2 separate regions of the Gossypium hirsutum genome follow, and region 2 is linked to region 1. A link is a contact called in public Hi-C data. All regions are on one chromosome and are shown on one strand. The core of a region is the stretch at or near the end of the contact, and the rest is flanking DNA. Distances in the headings are between cores, read along the strand shown.

Evidence for each region. A called contact is a pair of places that touch in the nucleus more often than the background predicts.
Region 2: a contact with region 1 is called in a Hi-C map of leaf, with 5 times the contacts expected there. The contact joins the promoter of LOC121209688 here to the enhancer-like site in region 1. A contact is called at or near these places in 5 of 34 Hi-C or Micro-C datasets (callus and leaf).

Annotation. Positions count from the first base shown.
Region 1 is chrA02:106,681,656-106,686,706 of Gossypium_hirsutum_v2.1, forward strand. No RefSeq gene overlaps it. Among protein-coding and RNA genes, the nearest start is that of LOC121209679, 25 kb to the right of the region's middle. Within about 2 kb of position 3,581, at least 2 of the 9 cell types and tissues checked have an H3K27ac peak or open chromatin away from gene starts, as enhancers often do. A contact at or near this core is called in leaf, where this site is marked.
Region 2 is chrA02:106,797,053-106,801,676 of Gossypium_hirsutum_v2.1, forward strand. It overlaps LOC121209688 (UPF0496 protein At2g18630), which reads right to left and starts at 1,276. Exons shown (of 2, transcript XM_041080807.1): 1 at 1,137-1,276; 2 at 1-912. The coding sequence starts at 243. It overlaps LOC121209689 (a long non-coding RNA gene), which reads right to left and starts at 3,317. Exons shown (of 2, transcript XR_005904778.1): 1 at 3,056-3,317; 2 at 2,437-2,734.

The DNA of each region.
Region 1 (5,051 bases), core at 2,331-4,830:
AAAGGTTTTTCAACTCTTAAATACATGTAGTCGAAACTCTTTTTGTATTATTTATTTTTCAACATTAGTGAAATCTTTCTTTTTTGCTTGTGAATTTTTTCCTGAAATTTTTTTAAGTAAAATCTATGTGTTCTTATTTTTTTTTTTATTTTACGATGGTTTTATAACAAGTTTTCTTTACATGTGTTGTAGCAGACGAATAAATGGAGAGGAATAGGATGTAAGAAAACAAGGGTCAAGTCTTTTCCAAGGTTTGGAGGCACTTGAATTTTTGTGTCCATTTCTGATTATCATTTTCCAATTTCATTACAGCAGCCTGGACCTAGTATTATTCAAAGTCAAATGTCACTCTTATTACAATCATTGCTAAAAAGAATTATACAAAAATATTTAAAAAGTTTGAAAAATAAATCAGACTTCTTGTCAAATAGGGTTACTTGAGTTCTCAGGTTTATTTCGTTCTTTTTTCTCAATTTGATACCTAAATTAAATATTCGATATGTGTACGTTAGTAAAAAAAAAGATAGGCATTTAATTAGGAGAAAAGGAAAATTTAAAAAGTAAATTGAATATTGAAATCAAATTTAAGTACTTGTATGAATCAAAGAAAAACCTTAAGTATCAAATTGAACATTAAAATTAAACTCAGGTATTAAATTGAACATTAAAACTAAATATAAGTACCCCTTTCAAATATACCAAAATAAAGTCTATAACTAAATACCTAAGAATAATAAAATGAGACAAGTAATGGGAGAACTTTGTTTAAGTTATTATATAATGTAATGATATCCTAATTGCTTGTTTGTACAACAAATGAACCTTCAAATCTTACCTAATGATGTTTATGTCTCAACCAACCGGTTGTCCAAATCATGTATCTTGGGACATTAGATACATTTTAACATAATAATATGATGTTTATTTTTTGTCTTTTATAATTAAGTCCCCTCTTACCTTTTGTCATGACTTTCAGACCCACAAACCAAACATTAGATACATTTTTTTTAGTGATTCAATCTCAAATTTAGTTGGTAGATGAAGCTTATGAAATGAAACCTAAACTCTTATTTTTATCTTTTTTTAAAAAAAATTATTTTAATGAGAGTACTATGAGAAAATGAATAGAAAAATAATATATCGAAAATGGTAAATTATATTTTGTTTACTTTAGGTTACATTTTAATCACTTATGTTTGAAATATTATATTTTTGTCACTTACGTTATCGCGTTGTAACATTTAGTCATTGAGCTATTAATTGTCATTAACGGTGTAACGGTAAGCTGATGTGGCACGTTAAATCATCATTTAAAAAAAATAGATTAATTTATACAATTAATCCCCATATTTTTTCATTTTGAGCAATTTAATTTTTTCTTTTATTTTTTAACTTTTCTTTTTTTTCTTTATTTTTCATTCTCTTCTGCTTCTCCCTTTGTTTTCCCCCTTCTTCATTTCTTTTAACATAATTTTTCTATATTTTTCATTTGTTAAAATTAGTCCCTATACTTTTATTTTTTGAACAATTTAATTTTTTCGAGTGAGGTGAGCTTGTGGACTAGTTTTAACAAATGAAAAACATAGAAAAACTATGCTAAAAGAAATGAACAAGGGAGGAAAACTGAGGGAGAAGCAGAAGAAAATGAAAAATAAAATAAATTTAAAAGGACATAAAAGAAAAATTAAATTTCTCAAAATGTAAAATTATAGGGATCAATTATAGAATTTAATCTAAAATTTTAATTTGAAATGATGATTTAACATATCACATCAGCTTACCATTACACCATTAACGACAATTAACGGCTCAATGACTAAAATGTTACAACACAATAATGTAAGTGACTAAGACGTAATATTTCACACAAAAGTAATTAAAATATAACATGAGACAAACAAAAATTACTATTTTAACCCTATGTTATGTATTTCGAAGTCGCCAATCTTGTCACACTATATTGATTGTTTATGTTGTGAATTTTTTTGGTATACTTTGGCCACACCATAATCATATAATGTTAGAATATATTTTATATCATCTTTTTGTATTATAAAAATTTTATTATCTATTACTTTGATTGGAAAGAAAAAAAAACTGGGTATTACTCACACATGTATGTGGGCTAAGTTTTAGCTTAAAAATGATACAAATTATAGATACAAGAGCCTGTTTTTATGCTATGTCTTAATCATATATATATATATATAAAACTCGAGTATTTATATTTCTTTTCTAATAGTTTAATATTATATCAATATTTTCATCCTGAGTTATAAAATTTTGAAGAGTTAAAATATAATTTTATCATTACATTAATTTACAATTTACAATTCTTAGCAACAGTTTAACCTAATTTATCATTTTGGGGTAACCCCCTTGCCTTCTTCAATGCTCTCATATGTGAATATATATATATAATAGAAAAATAAGAGTATGAAACTGCATTCTTTGAAAAGGACTAAGATTAGATAAGAACAAAAGCAATTAATATGAGACTTAATTATGGTCCCAAATTTTGGTACTACAAGCTAGAGTATATGTTTGTACATAACTTGAGATATCATATAGAAAGGCAATCAAGGTATCATTTTTTTTTACTTTTCTTTTTTTTAGCATGGGATCATTAATCAAGAATATGTATAATTGAAATAAATAATGAAAATTATTTAAATGAAAATGTTTGAATAAGAAAAATATTAGTGATGAGTCCTTTGGATTTTGAATACCTTCAGGGAGCATTGGCCCCATATAAGAAAACGACCCAAAATGGGAGCTCTCTTGATAATATATATGAAGAATGTATACCTCTAAGGGTGGTGGTCCTAAATTGGCATAAGGCCGGCAAAGGGTGGCCGCAGCCACATGGGAGTGGTGGTCCACACCGATATCAATGGTGTTCGAAACGTGACATGTGTCATAAAATGCGAGGTGACAGGCTGTTTGCCAAGAGGCATGGGGATAGTGATTTTTCCTCCTCCATTATGAAATGAGAAAACGAGGGTGAAGTTGAATAAATCATACCATACATAAAAAGGGTTAATTTCACGAAACCTCCACAACCTATTATTCAAATTTTAAATTGATCACTAAACTTTAAATCATTCTAATTGAGTCATCAAAATATCAGTAATATATCAATCAAGTCTCTCTATTAGTCTAACTGTCAATTTGAATCTTATTGGAGTATATTTCGAATATGTGAGCCAATTTGAATATATATATATACACGAGGCATTGGCAACTTTGATCTAGCATGTTATTTCTATTTTTTTTTCTTTGACATGTTAAATCTAAGCTATTCTTAGAATTGAAACACAAATGTTTACAATTTGATCCATACATTTTAAATACATTCCAAATTATATTTGAGTTGATATTTACCATCTAAGCCAACCATATATGGCTTTACGGTAAAGTTGAGATAGTTATAATTATAAGGGTTAATATACTATTTGATACTTAAATTTGATTTTAATGTTTGATTTAGTTCCTAAATTAAATTGGGTCATATGATCCAATAAATGCTTGACACATAAAGATGGTGTGAGAAGGGGTGGAGTGATTTGCAGCCTTTGAAGGTGGGAACCTAAAGTTTTTAGTCTAAGGCTAAAGACTAGAAGAGCTCTTTTTGTGCTTTTTGGATGGACTTATTGTATGTGTTGGATTTGATGCACACACAACTTGCATAATAGCTCCACTTTTAACAGTCAATTTCTCATATATTTTCTTTTTATTTTTGGATTGGTGAGGAAATGGAGAACTAAAGATTGGCCTTTTGCTTTGGTTTGGGATATTGAAAATAACTTTTTTGTATTTCATATCCCACATTTGCCAACACTTGTAAATTTAATCAAAACACATAATTTTTTTAAGGAAAAAATAGGATTAAGATATTGGATTTGAGTTTGATGACATGTAGAGATAATTAAATTAAATAATTGAGCTAACCCATTTTTGGTATATGATCTTTACACTTTTTTGGGTAGATATGATGTTTACACTTTTTTTTAAAAACTTAATTTAACTAATCAAGGACCTCCTAATCATTGGTATAGAAATTGAGCATCTTATTAAAGGTAAAGAATTATGGATTAATTAATAGAAGTGGATATATGGTAATAAAATTTATTTTTTTTAGAGTTTATAAGTATAAATATAATATAATTATAGATAAATGTCTGAGCAATTATAAAAAAAATCAAACCAATACAAAGGATAAAAGGATGTGAATTTGAAATATAATTGCACAAAACCCACCATGGCAATTATGTATGGTAAGATTAGAGACCCCACATGAAAATTGTGCACAATGAAATTGAAACCTATCAAGTATAGTTGTTTATGGGCCAAGCCATCCACACAAACCCGAAGACAAAATTGTATGCTAATTCATTATTTTTTAAATTTGTTATTTTCATAAAAAAAATTGTCAAAGTTAAATATGGACTAGTCAATCAAGCTTAGATTTTTATATTTATATTTGGATTTGACTTGGGTAAAAAAATTAAACTCATATTCGAGCCAAGTTTAGACAAAGAAAATGAATATAGACATATAAATGAGTTTAGTTCGAACTCAATCCAACCCGACCTATAAACATTTTACTATGAGGGCTTAATTAAGTTTTAACAATACCAACAATTTATCTCTCTCAAAATAGAGAATACTATGGGACCAAAAACTTGAAATATTGTTGTTGTTCTAAACAAACATAATATTCTATGATCCCTTCTATATATATAATTAAAAAGTTTAACATAATCAAAATTTAATTTGATTGGTTCATGCAATTTAAAAATGTTATTCATCACATTTAAAGATCAAAACTTGAATCTACAATTCTTTTTTAGATCCCATAGCTTTAAACCCTTAAAAACAAACATAAAAAAATTTAAAAATTTATTTTAATAACAAGTTTTAATATTTTTTTAATATAATACCTAAAGTTACCCATAACACCTCCCCATCTTTAAATAGAAAAATAAATGCACTTTAACATGCTCAAACTCATATCTTCTTACATTGACAACACTGCTGACGCCAATTGA
Region 2 (4,624 bases), core at 26-2,525, 110 kb after region 1:
ACGTGTGAGGCAATCCCTTGTGGCAGTACAGAGCTCTAAAGTATTTTTTGAGTTGTCAAAGTAATCCTTAGCTAAAGAATTAAAGTCCGAATCGGCCGGGAGAGAGTTGATAACACGGTCAGTACGATACTGGAGAGTACCAGTATCACTAGCAACCCTGTTCCAGCTCGATTCAGCTTCGGATCGGGAATCCGGTGGCACTTCAATTCGCACTGACAGTTCAGAACTACTAGATGATGCCATCGGTACTGATAATAGATCCAATTACTCACAAAGAAGTCAATCTTAAAAAAGAAAAAACAAGAAGCATAATGATTTTATATGCTTCAATAATAGGGTGAAGACAGAACAATCTTTTAAGAGCCGAATGGAATATTAATTTTTTATAATATATATCTTTATAATTTTTAAAAGATTAAATCAAATTTTTATAATTTTAAGAGGACTAAAGTATAATTTTATTTTTATTAATTTAAAATTTTTAAAAAATTTAAAAGCTTAAATAGCAATTTTATATTTTAGGCCCATGCCATGCCAGCCACCTCTAACTGCACACAATACGTTATTGGTTCAACAAATGAACGAAGTAAGCAACATCTTCAAAAACCCAGAAATTGTTTTCAAGTTAGGATCAAAACTTTGAGAGATTATATAAATGTATGAGATTTAGAGTACCTGAAATTTCAGCTGATGACCAAAAAGGGAACCTTTTCTATAATGAAGTGAGTTAATGCAAGTGATAAGAGAGAGAAAATTTTGCATTACCGTCCGGGATAGTATCATCCCAATTTTGCAGAGTTGAACCATGTCCATAATCGGCCCTATTCAAGTTCAATTTGAATCCGGACAGGGAAGCGGGTCCCGGTTCTACTTCCAATGACAGTTCAGAACAACTAGATGGTGCCATCGATACTGATAAAAGATCCAAATACTAATAAAGAAGTAATCTTAAAAAAACAAAAAACCAAGAAGCATATTGGTTTTACATGCTTAAATAATCCATACAATGCGTTCTTGAAGTTCAACAAATGAACAAAATAAGCAAGATGTTAAAAACCCAGAAATAGTTTTCAAGTATAGAAACTAAAAACATCAAATCTTTGAGAGATTGGGCAAATATATGAGCCTTAAAGTACCTGAACTTTCAGCTGATGACTAAAAAGGGAACTTTCAGTTGATTTTTTTTTTTCGTTTGGTGTATTTATATAATCTTAGAGAGATTCTATAAATGTATAGGCTTCAAAGAACCTGCACTTTCGGCTGATGATGGCCAACAAGGGAGCTGCTTTTATAATGAATCAAGTCCATGCAAGAGATAAGAGCAAGAAAACTGAAGGAAAGTGTAGCGGACAATTTAGAGTTGATTTTTTTGGTACATTGTTGATGGTCATGAAATTAATTAAAAATATGATAAAGGTAAGTTCACTTATCCATAAATAATATAGTTATGGTTAGTAAAGATATCGTATTCACGCGGATTAAAAGTACTAGTAATTACCGTTTTTCTATTATTTAATTGACAAATTGGAGTGATTGGTTTAAACTAAAATTTACTAAATTAATCAATTAAAAAACTCAGCAAAGAATAAATCAGGAACACAATTGAATAATAACCAAGAAGCGAACAATACCCATGAAAGAATTCACCTAGACTTCATCTATCATTATGAATCTGACTTAAACGATTTATTTACTTGATATCTTAATCCGTAGAAATCCCTAAATTATGTTGATATTCCTTTCGAGACTAAGAGCAACTAACTCTAGGTTGATTAATTGAAATTTATTTCTTATTAAAACTCATATCATCGCATTAACTCGATCTATAGATTCCCCTATTAGATTTGACTCTAATCTAGTAGATTTATGTCATCCTGTTTCTAGGATTGCATGTAACTTCACTCAATTATGCCAGATCTACTATTAAACAGGGATTTTTCCTCTTCTGATCTTCTGATTTAAGCACATTAAACATTAATTAATATTCTGAAAATATTAAAATAAGAGATAAGCACACATAACTGAGAATAAGGTTCAAGTACTTATCGCGTAAAATAGAAATCAAATAATAGAATTTATCATAGGGTTTATCTCCTGTAGGTATCTAAAGAATTAGTTCATAATTGCAGATAAAAAAATCTCAAAAACAGTATAACCACAAGAAATAAAGAAACTTATAAAAAATTTAAAGAAATTAAAAGGAGGTCTTCAATCTTGATGGGAATCTGCTTCAGAGTCGGCTTAATGAAGTTCTTCGCGTTGTTTTCTTCAATACTCTCTGATGGCTCCCTATTCTCTTCTTCTATATGGTATTTATAGGTCTTAAAATGCCCTGAAAGCCTAAAAATTGCATTTTCCGCATGTTTGGAATGTGACTCGCGAAATCGACACTGTAACAGGCCTATTTTGCCCGGCCCGAGCAAAATCACCAAAAACTAAAATCCAAAAAATAATAACAAAGGTCCATTATTACAAGGTCCAAATTACAAAACAGCTACAGGCCCGATACCCAAGTTACAAGCATGGACCCAATGCACTATCCAATTCACAAACCCAATCTAGCCCAACAAGCTAAACCATAGCCCAAAAACTAAAACACTTTCAGCCAAAAGAGGGAAGCAGAAACCCTAGGCGCCGTTTTCCCCCACGTGCCTCAAGCGCACCTCCGCGTCTAGCCCTGAGGCCTGACCTCCTCTGCTCGGCCTTGCACCAACCACGTTGACCTCCTAGCAACCTGCGAAAGCGAACAGAAGCAAAGCAGAAACACAGACAGAAGCAACGCAACACGTAAACAAATTGTACAACTGATAACAGTAGCAAACAGTGATGGGAAACAATGTATTTCGACTATAAAGCCATGACAAAATCATTGTAAAAGGGGAGATTTTGGGGAATAAAAAGTAGAGAAGAAAAAATACAAAAAAAGATTTGAAATACAAAAATTGAAATAGCAAAAAGAGATTCATTTTCGAAGGTATATTTCCATGTTTTTTAGCCTACATGCATCAAATATAATACGTATACATATAGATATATAGAGGGTACGATTTCTTACCTTTTTGAGCGATCGGAGAGAAGGAAACCGATTGGTTTTCTCATTCTTTTTCACCAGCCGTGGGTTTTTTTTGGCGTTTGAGACTCAGATCTGAGGTGGGGAGAGCCGAAGTATTAAAATGGGCCATTTTTACACCTCTGGCCGCCGTGCACGGCGGTCGCCGGCGACGGACGGCCGGTGGTCCAATTGCCGGAGGTGGGACGCCCAGAGAGAATTTCTCCCCCCCCCCTTTTCTTTTTTTTTGGAAAGCATGAAGAAATGTGTTTTTAAAAAAAATTGGGATTTTATAGCATGATTAAAACGGCGTTGTTTTAGGCTGTTTCAATGGCCCTCAAAACGACGTCGTTCCATGGTCATGACCCGCAACCCAACCCGCTTCGCAAAAGGATCCGCGTGTTTCCTTCCCTAAAAGGAATATTTACATATTTGGTCCTTCCATTTTTCGTCTGTTTTTGATTTAAGCCTGTTTCTTTTTTAATTTCGCCTTACGACTTTGGTTTGGTTTCTTTTTAGTCCTTCGACTATCTGACCACCTGAAACGGTGCGTTTTAAAAAAGGGAATTTAGGGAATAATTTCCCATTTGATCCTTGTTCTTTGTTCGCGCGTTCAATTTAGGTCCTCTTCTATTTTTATTTTTTACGATTTATCCCCTTTAGCCTCATTTGATTTCGATTCAGTCCTTATTTGTTATTTTTATTATACTCTAGCCTTTAAATTTCATTTTTACTTTGATTTAATCTTTTTTCGTTTAATTTCCACCCTTATAGATTATTGTATATTATTTTAATTGTTTACGCATGTGTCTATTCATTTATTTGTTTCTTTATACTTTTATTTCATATTTTAAATTCATATCATTATTCTGCCATACGCATGTTTCATTATTGATATTATTATTATTATTATTATTATTTTATTTCTACTCTTGTTATTATTATTATTACTATTGTATTACTATTATTATCAGCATTATTATATTTTCTTTTCTACATACAAGTCATTATTATTATATTAAATAATTTAATATTATTTTTAACATATTTATTTTATTTTATTCTTATTATTACCGTTTTATCATTCATTTTGTTTATATCTTTTTAAATAATTTTGAACTTTAAAATATTTATTATTATTATTATTATTATTATTGTTATGTAATCATTCATTTACTTGTTACCCATTCTTTGTATACTTTTATAAATCAAATTATTTAGACTTTCACTTATGATATTATTACTGTCATTCCCATTATTATATATGATCGTCACATTATTATTATTTTTTTACATATGTCTTATTACAAATTGTGCCTTTAATTTCATTTATCTTTTGATTTGATTCTTTACTTTCAATATTTTTATAAACTATTTTCCTTACATTTATTTTGTCCTTATTTTAGTCATTTCTTTATCTTTATTATATTTCAAAATCGGTATTGTCATTTCATGTGCATGTTTTATCATTAGTGTTATTATTTTTATTATTGTTATTGTTCGTTGATGATTATCGTTACCGTTTCCATTATCATTATTATTATTATCCATGCATATTAATTGGTTAGTTTATTG